Linked DNA regions of Anas platyrhynchos: region 2 is linked to region 1. The links are chromatin contacts, called in public Hi-C maps. All regions are on one chromosome and are shown on one strand. The core of a region is the stretch at or near the end of the contact, and the rest is flanking DNA. Distances in the headings are between cores, read along the strand shown.

Region 1 (4,176 bases), core at 1,041-3,540:
GGCATCTATAGCTGTATTTATAGACTTGCACAGGAGGCCTGATTTCCTGCACTGCCAAGCATCTTCAGCTTCCACCTTTGACAACAAGTGTGATTACATCCTTACCTGACCAAGGAACAGGGGCCGAGCCCAGGGAGCAGGAAATATCAGCTTCTGTGGCTACCTCAGCAGCACAGCATCAATCAGCAGGGCACCCAAATGAAAATCACAGGGCAGGAACTGCTGAGCACACCCATGTCATTTCCAGCACTACACATGACCCTATGGGATGCTATTGGTCTACAGAGTCTGTTTTATTTAAAGTCTGACACAACTGTGGGCTTTAAAAGACTTGGTCTCTTTGGATAAATGCAAACATTGCTGTTGAAATGATGATTGAGTCACCTGAAAGAAGCTGGAGAAGATATGGTGGGCTTACACTGAATTAATAACCCATGAAGAAAGCTCATATGTAGGTCAACTTTTGCATGAGTGGAAACCAATGGCAAAGGCCTGGCAAACTGTTCATTTACTGGGGAGAGCTTAAAACCAAGACCAAGTTGGCTGGCCAACAACAAGTCAGTTCTTCAAGTATTAGATCAATTCTCAAGAAACTTAAGCTTCTAATCCATGTAGTGCAGGTTCCTTCATGACCTTTAGGGACTGACCTTGCACTGGGTTTGTATCAACTAACTTTAGCTGTTCAGTTATCACTGGAACAGTCTGTGAGTCCATCTTATATGGAGTGATCAATTACAGGGTGTTACCTGCCTCAAAGACCTGGCTCTATTACCAGCCCCTGGTGACAGCAGCCCTACAACCCCATCCCAAGCTTCCCAACAAAAGTGCAGCTGAATTTTAATATTTAAGTATGAGCAGGACTTTATTCTCCCATCTCAAAGATGGGAAATATCTCAACAACAATTTAGTGCGAAGTGAGCTCAACACCTGCTGAGCAGAAAGACTGTGCTCCACCTTGCCAGGAGGGTCCCAACATTTTTCTTTGCGAAAAAAATGCCTTCCTTTGCCTGTGATGAAAATGCAGAAGGCAGAACAACTGATTTCTGAAAAGGAACTTTGGATTGTGCTTTGATTTTATAATGACAAAGGAACAAAAATAGTCATGGCCAAACATTAATCCAAAAGAAATGAAGCATGAGGGATTAAGACATAGAGATCATTACATTTTCCACGTCACTTGATTTTAAACAGTTGTTAGGAACTAGAGGAAACAACAGGAGTGCTCGTCTTTTTATAAAAGCCAGATATTTGAGGGAATGCCAACTGCTACACAGCATCCTGGTCTGGATCCTAAAAGAAGTTACTAAGTACAGTGCAGAAACATGGACTAAAAACATACGAACAGTTAGAAGAGTTTTTAATTAGAATCCCTTGCTACAATCAGAGAAAAGAGGTCTGGTCGGGTGCCAGCCAGCCTTGAAGAAGACCTCGGAAAGCACAGAGGACCAACCGTGTTTAAATAACCTCACTCTTCTCGCACTCAGCTCCATCTCCCCGTCCCGTCCTGCCCTCGTTTCTCCTGCCTGCTGGCTCCACCTTGCGGTATCTGAGCTAGTGGTTATCCCAAAGCAGGCAGGACCAAAGGCAAATGCTCTGTTCCCATATGATGTTACCGCCTCGCTCAGCAGAGTACAATGATTTTCTTTCTTTGCAGAAGAAAAAAATGCTCAAAAGGACTGGACAAGGCAAAAGCAGAGCAAAATATTCTGTCGTTCAGCTCATGATCATTAGGAACTATCAATCAAAATAACATTTCGTAGTCTCTTCCCTACCCAAGCCAGTCACACCACATTTTTATCCAAATTCCTGGTAATATCAAGGCTGGGCAGATTTCCAAGATTTTCACATAACTTTTACAGAATACCACAGACATTTATACAGCTGTAAATTCCAAAGGACTTTAAAAGCAATAATTGTAAAGCACCATTAAATTGTCTCTGGGCAGGAAGATGTCAGCTGGGCGTAGGTGAGCAGAACATCTAATGGGAGAAGTGAGAGTCTTGCCAAAGGACATATAAGCTAAACCTTATTGTAAAAAAATAGCACAGGATCTTAAAGTGCAAGACTTTTCCTTATAGGATCTTATTCAGAAGAGTGCCACAAAATAATCTGCATTTAAATTCGTCAAGTCTAGTGTCTGAGATCAGACATTAAAGCCACTAAACACTCCTCTTCCGCATGGTTGACAGTCTGAAAAAATCATTTTCTGCACGGTTGCCATTCCTGTATATCCTGAAGGAGTTTATTTTACATTTCACAAGATGAGGCATAACATTACTCATCTGTATCACATGTAACATACACTGTGCTTGCTTATGGTGCTCTGATTTATAGCTCTGACTGCTAACTCTGGGGGAGTAGTGATTAATAGATGAACTAACGCTCTGCTTTGGAGCATAGGGAAGCTTTCCTGGAGGTCAGATGGAAGCACTCTGTAGATATTAGGTTAGAAAAGAATACAACAGGACTTATAAAGGCAAATCAGCTGGGTTTAGCAGCAGCAATAGAGACCCCTAAATCTGCAGAAGATATAATGAAGGAGGGCTGAGATGAAGGTACTAAGAAGGAGTAAGGGAAACTAGAGAAACTATGGGCCCATTGGGTTGCACCTGCGAGCACACAAGACCTCAGATGAAATTATTAAGGGCTAAATAGTGAAAGCCAAGGAAGTGGCCGTAAAATGGATATATATATATAAAAGAACATGGATCTACAAAAAACACGGTCATGCCAGATTGACTTGCCATCTTTTTATAGGGGAAAAGCAATATCTAATCTCTGTGGACATCTGAAAAGCATCTCGTGGGACGGTCTATGAGAAATTTTCAGGAAAGTCATTGAAATTGGGCTCCAACGTGGTGTGTGTGTAAGGTGAGTTTAGGGACAGCAGCAGGTTACCTACACTGTTCCACGAGGACTGATTTCAGACAGAATTTCCTTTGTGTTCAAGGTATAAAACAGGTCCTACCTGCTTGGGATGGTACCTGCAGATGCACAGTCAGCACACAGGAGGATCATCGTTCCCTTGGGAAGAGGCAATAAGAAATTTAGAGAAATTAAGAGTGCCCATCTTTAAGGAATGGACAACACTGACAAGACATGGTATCGCAGAGTCCATCTACACCCACATTCAGGGCTGATCTTGAATCACGTTCAGGGCTGCCTTTGCCCAGCCTGAGCCAGCTCTCCCACCAACAGCTCGCTTTTTAGTCCCCATCACAGCTGGGCACATGAATCTTGCTGGTATCCCAGTAGGACTCCTCCTGCCCCAGCCTTGTGCTGTAGGAACCGAGTGTACCTGTGGGGAGATAACGCAGGAAGAGAGGATGAGCTGGATCAGTGTTTATGGCACTGCAAATATTGCAGTGGCTGTGAGTGGTATTATTCTGTGTGAATGCCAAGGCGCTGCTTGCACAGCCTCTACAGCAGCCTCACCTTGCCTAAACACTCACAAACTGTAGGGCAGGTGCCAAAATAATAAAAGGCTTTAAAATCACAACATTTTAAAGAATGAATGTTGTTTGCTTTCTATTCAACTTGGAATATGAGCCCTTAAGTACTGTATTTATTTACTTTTGTTTGTTTGCAGCTGCATGGGTTAAGAGCTTGTAACCAAGCAGAGCAGGCTTCACAGCCTCCTGCAAGAGACTTTGCTGCAGCACTGCTCCAGCTGCAGGCGTCTGGCAGCTTGGTGCAGCATCCGTGCCCTCAGCAGGCTGCATCCAGCCAGGGCAATTCGGTGAGGATGGCTCCGTTAACTCCAGGACGATGTTACTGCATGGCAGCAGGAGCCACCAGCCTGGACCTACTTGCTTTCTGAAAGGACATGGGTATCTCTATTTTGCTTATTGCTTCTTAGATTAATTATTTTACTGTTTTTGTTTGTTTGTTTGTTTTTGCCTTTTTTTTTGAAGTTAAGCACTTATTTTTTGTTAATTTTACTTTCTACCCTTCAAAAGGTAAAATAAATAAACAAATAAGCAAACGAACTTGAGAGAAACGACCATTATTTTGTCATTTTTAAAGAAATCCGAAGACCAATGGCAGAAAACCCATTCAGTAGCTCCGGACTGGTTCCGAATTTTCAATCAAAGCAGCAGCTCCGAGCTCTGATTGTAATTACAGAGGAACAAATCCCTATTCCCATTCAAAGATTTCCTGCAGTCTCACCGCTGC
Region 2 (4,601 bases), core at 305-2,804, 110 kb before region 1:
GACAATAAAAAGCTCATAACTTTTCGAATGGCACATTTATACATGCTGCAAGAAGAGGAAGAGGGACTCGCCCCTAGGAAGCAGAGTAGCAGTGTGCTGATCCCAAGGAAGTGGCACACACTACCTGCATGCAGGTTACACACCTGCAGCTTAAATAGAGAGCCCACAAATACAGTTCTCCACCAAATGGTTAAGTGAGCCTCAACAGCAGCCAATGATTTTTTCTGCAGACCTCACTAGGCTGCAAAAAAAAAAAAAAAAAGGGCTCCCTTGTTCTTACCATTTTGCTGGTGGAAATAACGAGGGTGACTCATGTGCATGGCAGGACAAGATTAGAATCCAGAACCTGTGAACCCTGGTGCACTCCCTCCCTGTGTCCCGAGTTTGTCTCTCCTTCCGACTGACCTGACTTACCATGAGACCTACAATGGAAGATTCATAAAATCTCAAGGAAAATGCATGCATGTTTCTAATTGAAACAAGAAAGAGTCATTTGCAACAGGCTATGGTCAGCCCTGATGCAAGCAAGAGAGCAGGAGATCTGCAACAGCTTTGACAGCTGTGTTTAATTTCCCTGTGTGCAGATGTGCTGCATATAGATAGCAAGACTTGAAGGAGAGGAGATGAGAATCTCACCATGTTCCAAAAAGTGCTGCCTGGGATTGTGCAGGAAGTGTCCTGGGTTACATTTTATTTTGGGGATCTACAACAGAAGAGTTATTTGGCTGCATTATTACTTATCATACTCAGAGTCACCTGTATGGAAGGACACATTATGCACATTCTGTAAGCAAATAAATTGATTTTCAAAGCAACCTTTTCAGGCTTGATGTACGGGACAAAGTGGTATCTATTTGAATGGCAAATGGGAACTAGGTTTTTCACATCCAGATCTTCTATTGCCAAGTAGTGGCGTTACTATGTCCCCAAAGCCACATCGAGTTTCTCTCCATACTGCGCAGAGCTGGTGAATTGTGCTGGTTTGAGTACATTTTAAACAACACGATGACACAGGATGTGGGGATTAGTGATGAAATTCAACAGGATAATTCTCTAGACTGTATGTAACTGGGGGTCTCAAGACCTTATGGATCTGCAGCACGTACTGAGGCGGCACAAGACGTGGCCGCCTCACTGCCACCCTGACGTGCCAGAGCTCACCTCCGGCATGGAGGGCACAGGCCAGCACGGCAGCCTCTGGCTGTCTGCCCCAGGCTCGGATTTGTCACCCAGCCATGGTGGCGGGCACTGGCGAGCACACGCAGAGTCCAGAGTCAGAAGACGCCTGGCAGCCACGTGCGCCCGGGGAGCGACGGCGCCCTTTGTACCAGGGCGCGACCGCTGCCAAGGGGCATCAGTGCCAGCGAGGCGGGGTACGGGGTGCACAGAGGAGCTCGGGGCGAGCCAGCCCATGAGGCTGGCACCATCCCGAAGGCTGGCACCATCCTGGAGGCTGGCACCGGCTTTGTGCACGCCTCACCCATGCCATGGGCCAAGGCCTGAGCCATCAAGGCCTCCTGGAGGAAGGCAGCAGCCCGCATGGAGGAGCCGTGGCCGCCCAGCAGATGGAGCCGTCGGGCCATGCCTTGTGCCCTCATGGAGGGCGAGGTCCCTTGTGCCTCTGCTGGTCGGGCTCGCAGTTCCTCTGCCAGGCTGGGCTTTCTCTCGTGGAGCTCCTCAGCTGCTCTGAGCTTCCCTGGTAGAGGCACAGGGATTGCTCGTGGAGTGAGGTCAACGAGCATACAAGCAGCAGCTTTAATTAAATCTCCTTCGTAAGCTTTATCCCTGCTCTGTAGTTAAAGCAGGGCCTCAGCTGTACTTATGCTCCTTTGCTGAGGCGTGCCCTGTGTGGGACACTCGATCTCTGGTGTTCCTAGTGCCCCTGTTCAGGAGGAGACAGACATTTAGATGTAGAGCTTAGTGAGATGGTTTAGTGGAGGACTTGTCAGTGCTAGGACAGAGGTTGGACTAGGTGATCTTGGAGGTCTCTTCCAACCTAGATGATTCTGTGATTCTGTAAATGTCACCCCACCTGCCTCTCAGAGCCATGGTCACCCACCCCTTCTCCTCCAGCCCCATCAGAAAAAGCAGGAATTTCACCTGTGACTTCCAGCTGCTTCCAAAACACCGCTTGTCTCTGACATCTCTGTGTGAGCCTCCCTACAGCAGCAGAGCCCTGGTTTCTGGGTGCTGAAACAGATGGCATGGGTGGCTGTGGCCTTCCCCTGCCAAGGATGCTGAGACCACCAGAGCTGCTGTTAAAAGGAAGAAATTTGAGGGTGGTGAGGCCCTGGAACAAGTTTCCCAGAGAAGCTGTGGATGCCCCATCCCTGGAGGTGCTCAAGGCCAGGCTGGATGGGGCTTTGGGCAACCTGGTGTGGTGGGAGGTGTCCCTGCCCATGGCAGGGGTTGGAACTGGGTGGGCTTTAAGGTCTCTCCCAACCCAAACCCGTCTGTGATTCTGTGAGGCTATGAAAGGCCTTGGACACAACCGCACAATGTCATCTCTGTGGGCAGACAAAGGACACATGCACATGTGCACACAGGCATGCACACTGACTGATTTGAAGGAGGTGAAGGACAAGGGAGAAAGAGGATGCCAGCTTCTTCAGACAGAAGAGGGAAGAGAAGGAGAAAAAGAAAAATGTCACCACACAGGGAAGGTAGAAAATGTTTCCCAAGAGCAAGGGTGGGTGGCTAAGACCAGGTGGGCACAAGAAAGCTGTAGGGAGGGCAAGAGATGGCATTTGTGAGGTGAGGCTTCCTAGGGTTTGGAGGGGAGACAAGTGGCTGTGGTAGTAGATGTGCCTCCCCAGAGCTACATTTTGGCCTGCAATGTTTCTTTGGTAATACCAAGTGTACTTTGTCTTGAAGTACCAGGAGGCTAGTATATGAGGCCAGAAATATTGTTCTGTTACCCTTAGCATAGGTCCCCACACTCCCTTCTAGACCACTTGAGCACAAAATGAGACCAGCTCAAGAAATGCATCTGCAAGCACGTGAGAGACCCATTTTTATTCTCAGGAACTGGGATTCTTTTCTTGAGAATTATAAAAACTTATTAAAAAGAAGGCCTGTGGATGTCCTAATCTGTCTTTCTGACAGGGCTAGATTATTCTTGGAGCACATTCCTATAGCTTTATTTAGTTACAGTTTAAATGGTCAATAAAACAAATTTACTCTCTAATCCATCTTCCAGAAAGCTCCGCTGATATGCAGCTTAAGTTTGAAAATTTTCAGCTCTCACAAGTATTTCTTGTTCTTTTTGAGATAATTTGGGTTTAAGGTTAAGCAAAACAAGAACAAAATTAGTAGACTCATAACTGGGCTCTCGGTCAGTCTGGACTTTAAATATTGGCAATGCACTGCTGTTGTTTAAGTGCAATCTGCTGCAATAACTCTAACTAACGTACAGTAATATCTCTAAAAATATTCAGTGTTACAAGTACAAGCAGTAGGAAAACAAAGACGAAATCAATCATGCTCGGACTGTCAAGCTATTGCTTCTCTGGGGAATCACCTCTTAGTATAGAGGTTGCCCTCTGTTTATTACATGAGGTATCCTTGACAGTGGAAAGCTCAAGAGTAAATGGGCATAAACTTGAATAATTTCAGGCTTGCAATCAGAATTTGAAGAGTGCTCTGAAAAGTAGGAGTGCAGGACAGAGTCTGCCTGTACGAGTAGGAAGAACAAAACTCAAGTTGTTTTATGATGCAGCAGGAATGATTTACAGAAAGGATTAAGAGATGGTCAGCCGTGACAGCAGGGGACTTGTTACAGGCCTCCGCTTCTGGAGTCTTTCAGATTTACTGATTAAAGAATTGGTTTACTCAAATAAGGAATAAAATGAAAAAGGATTGTTCCTACTCTCTTAGGAATGGAATGGAGATTGTGTGGGTGCTGGTATTTCCCAGATGCTATTAGTGTTCTCAGCAGTGTCTTCACTGTCATTTCACAGGATTTTTATGAACCCTTCTCCCTTTCCCCCCTCCTCTCTTCCCGTTCTCTCTCCAGAGCACGTGCCAGCTGTAATTCCTCTTCTCTGAACCCCAGGGGCCTCGCAGAAGCTTTCAGCAGGGATGTGGCAGCTGACGACTGCATGGATGTGTGGCCAACAAGCTGCAGACACCACAGGGGATGTCCATGTGCCAGTGCTTGTGCTGCCCAACTGCTAACCCGATGCCATCTCCACCAGCTGATGACAGAGCTGTTGTTGGTTGCAGAGGAATGTAAAGTCTTGCCAGTGCTGGGTTCTGTTCCAGGTTTCAAGAAAGGAGTGTGCTGTGCTGGTTACAGACTGTTCTTCAGCTGCTTATGCCCTACAAGCAAGCTTGACCCCTTCTGCCCATGCTGTCTCCACTCTGTCTGTCTCCCAGTCCCCTCCTTCTCCTCCCCCCATACCTTTTATCCTTGGATGAACTTATTTCTGTCGGGCATGCTAACAAAGATATTTCCTTTCCCTTGCAGGAGAAATGTCAAAAGCGGAGGATTGAGAGGCTTTCTGGCCTCTGCTCCGTGGCACGCAGCGGAGGAAGTCCTGCTCAGATGTTGACCTGCAGAGGAAGCATGCGTCATTGTCCCCCTGAGATGGCCTGTGTGC

What was found. Hi-C and Micro-C count contacts between places; a contact is called where the count stands out from the background.
Region 2: a contact with region 1 is called in a Hi-C map of skeletal muscle, with 6 times the contacts expected there. The contact joins two enhancer-like sites. A contact is called at or near these places in 3 of 8 Hi-C or Micro-C datasets (liver, skeletal muscle and subcutaneous adipose tissue).

Annotation. Positions count from the first base shown.
Region 1 is chr1:185,808,510-185,812,685 of IASCAAS_PekinDuck_T2T, reverse strand. No RefSeq gene overlaps it. Among named protein-coding and RNA genes, the nearest start is that of GTF3A, 25 kb to the right of the region's middle. Within about 2 kb of position 2,290, at least 2 of the 8 cell types and tissues checked have an H3K27ac peak or open chromatin away from gene starts, as enhancers often do.
Region 2 is chr1:185,918,979-185,923,579 of IASCAAS_PekinDuck_T2T, reverse strand. No RefSeq gene overlaps it. Among named protein-coding and RNA genes, the nearest start is that of USP12, 58 kb to the right of the region's middle. Within about 2 kb of position 1,554, at least 3 of the 8 cell types and tissues checked have an H3K27ac peak or open chromatin away from gene starts, as enhancers often do.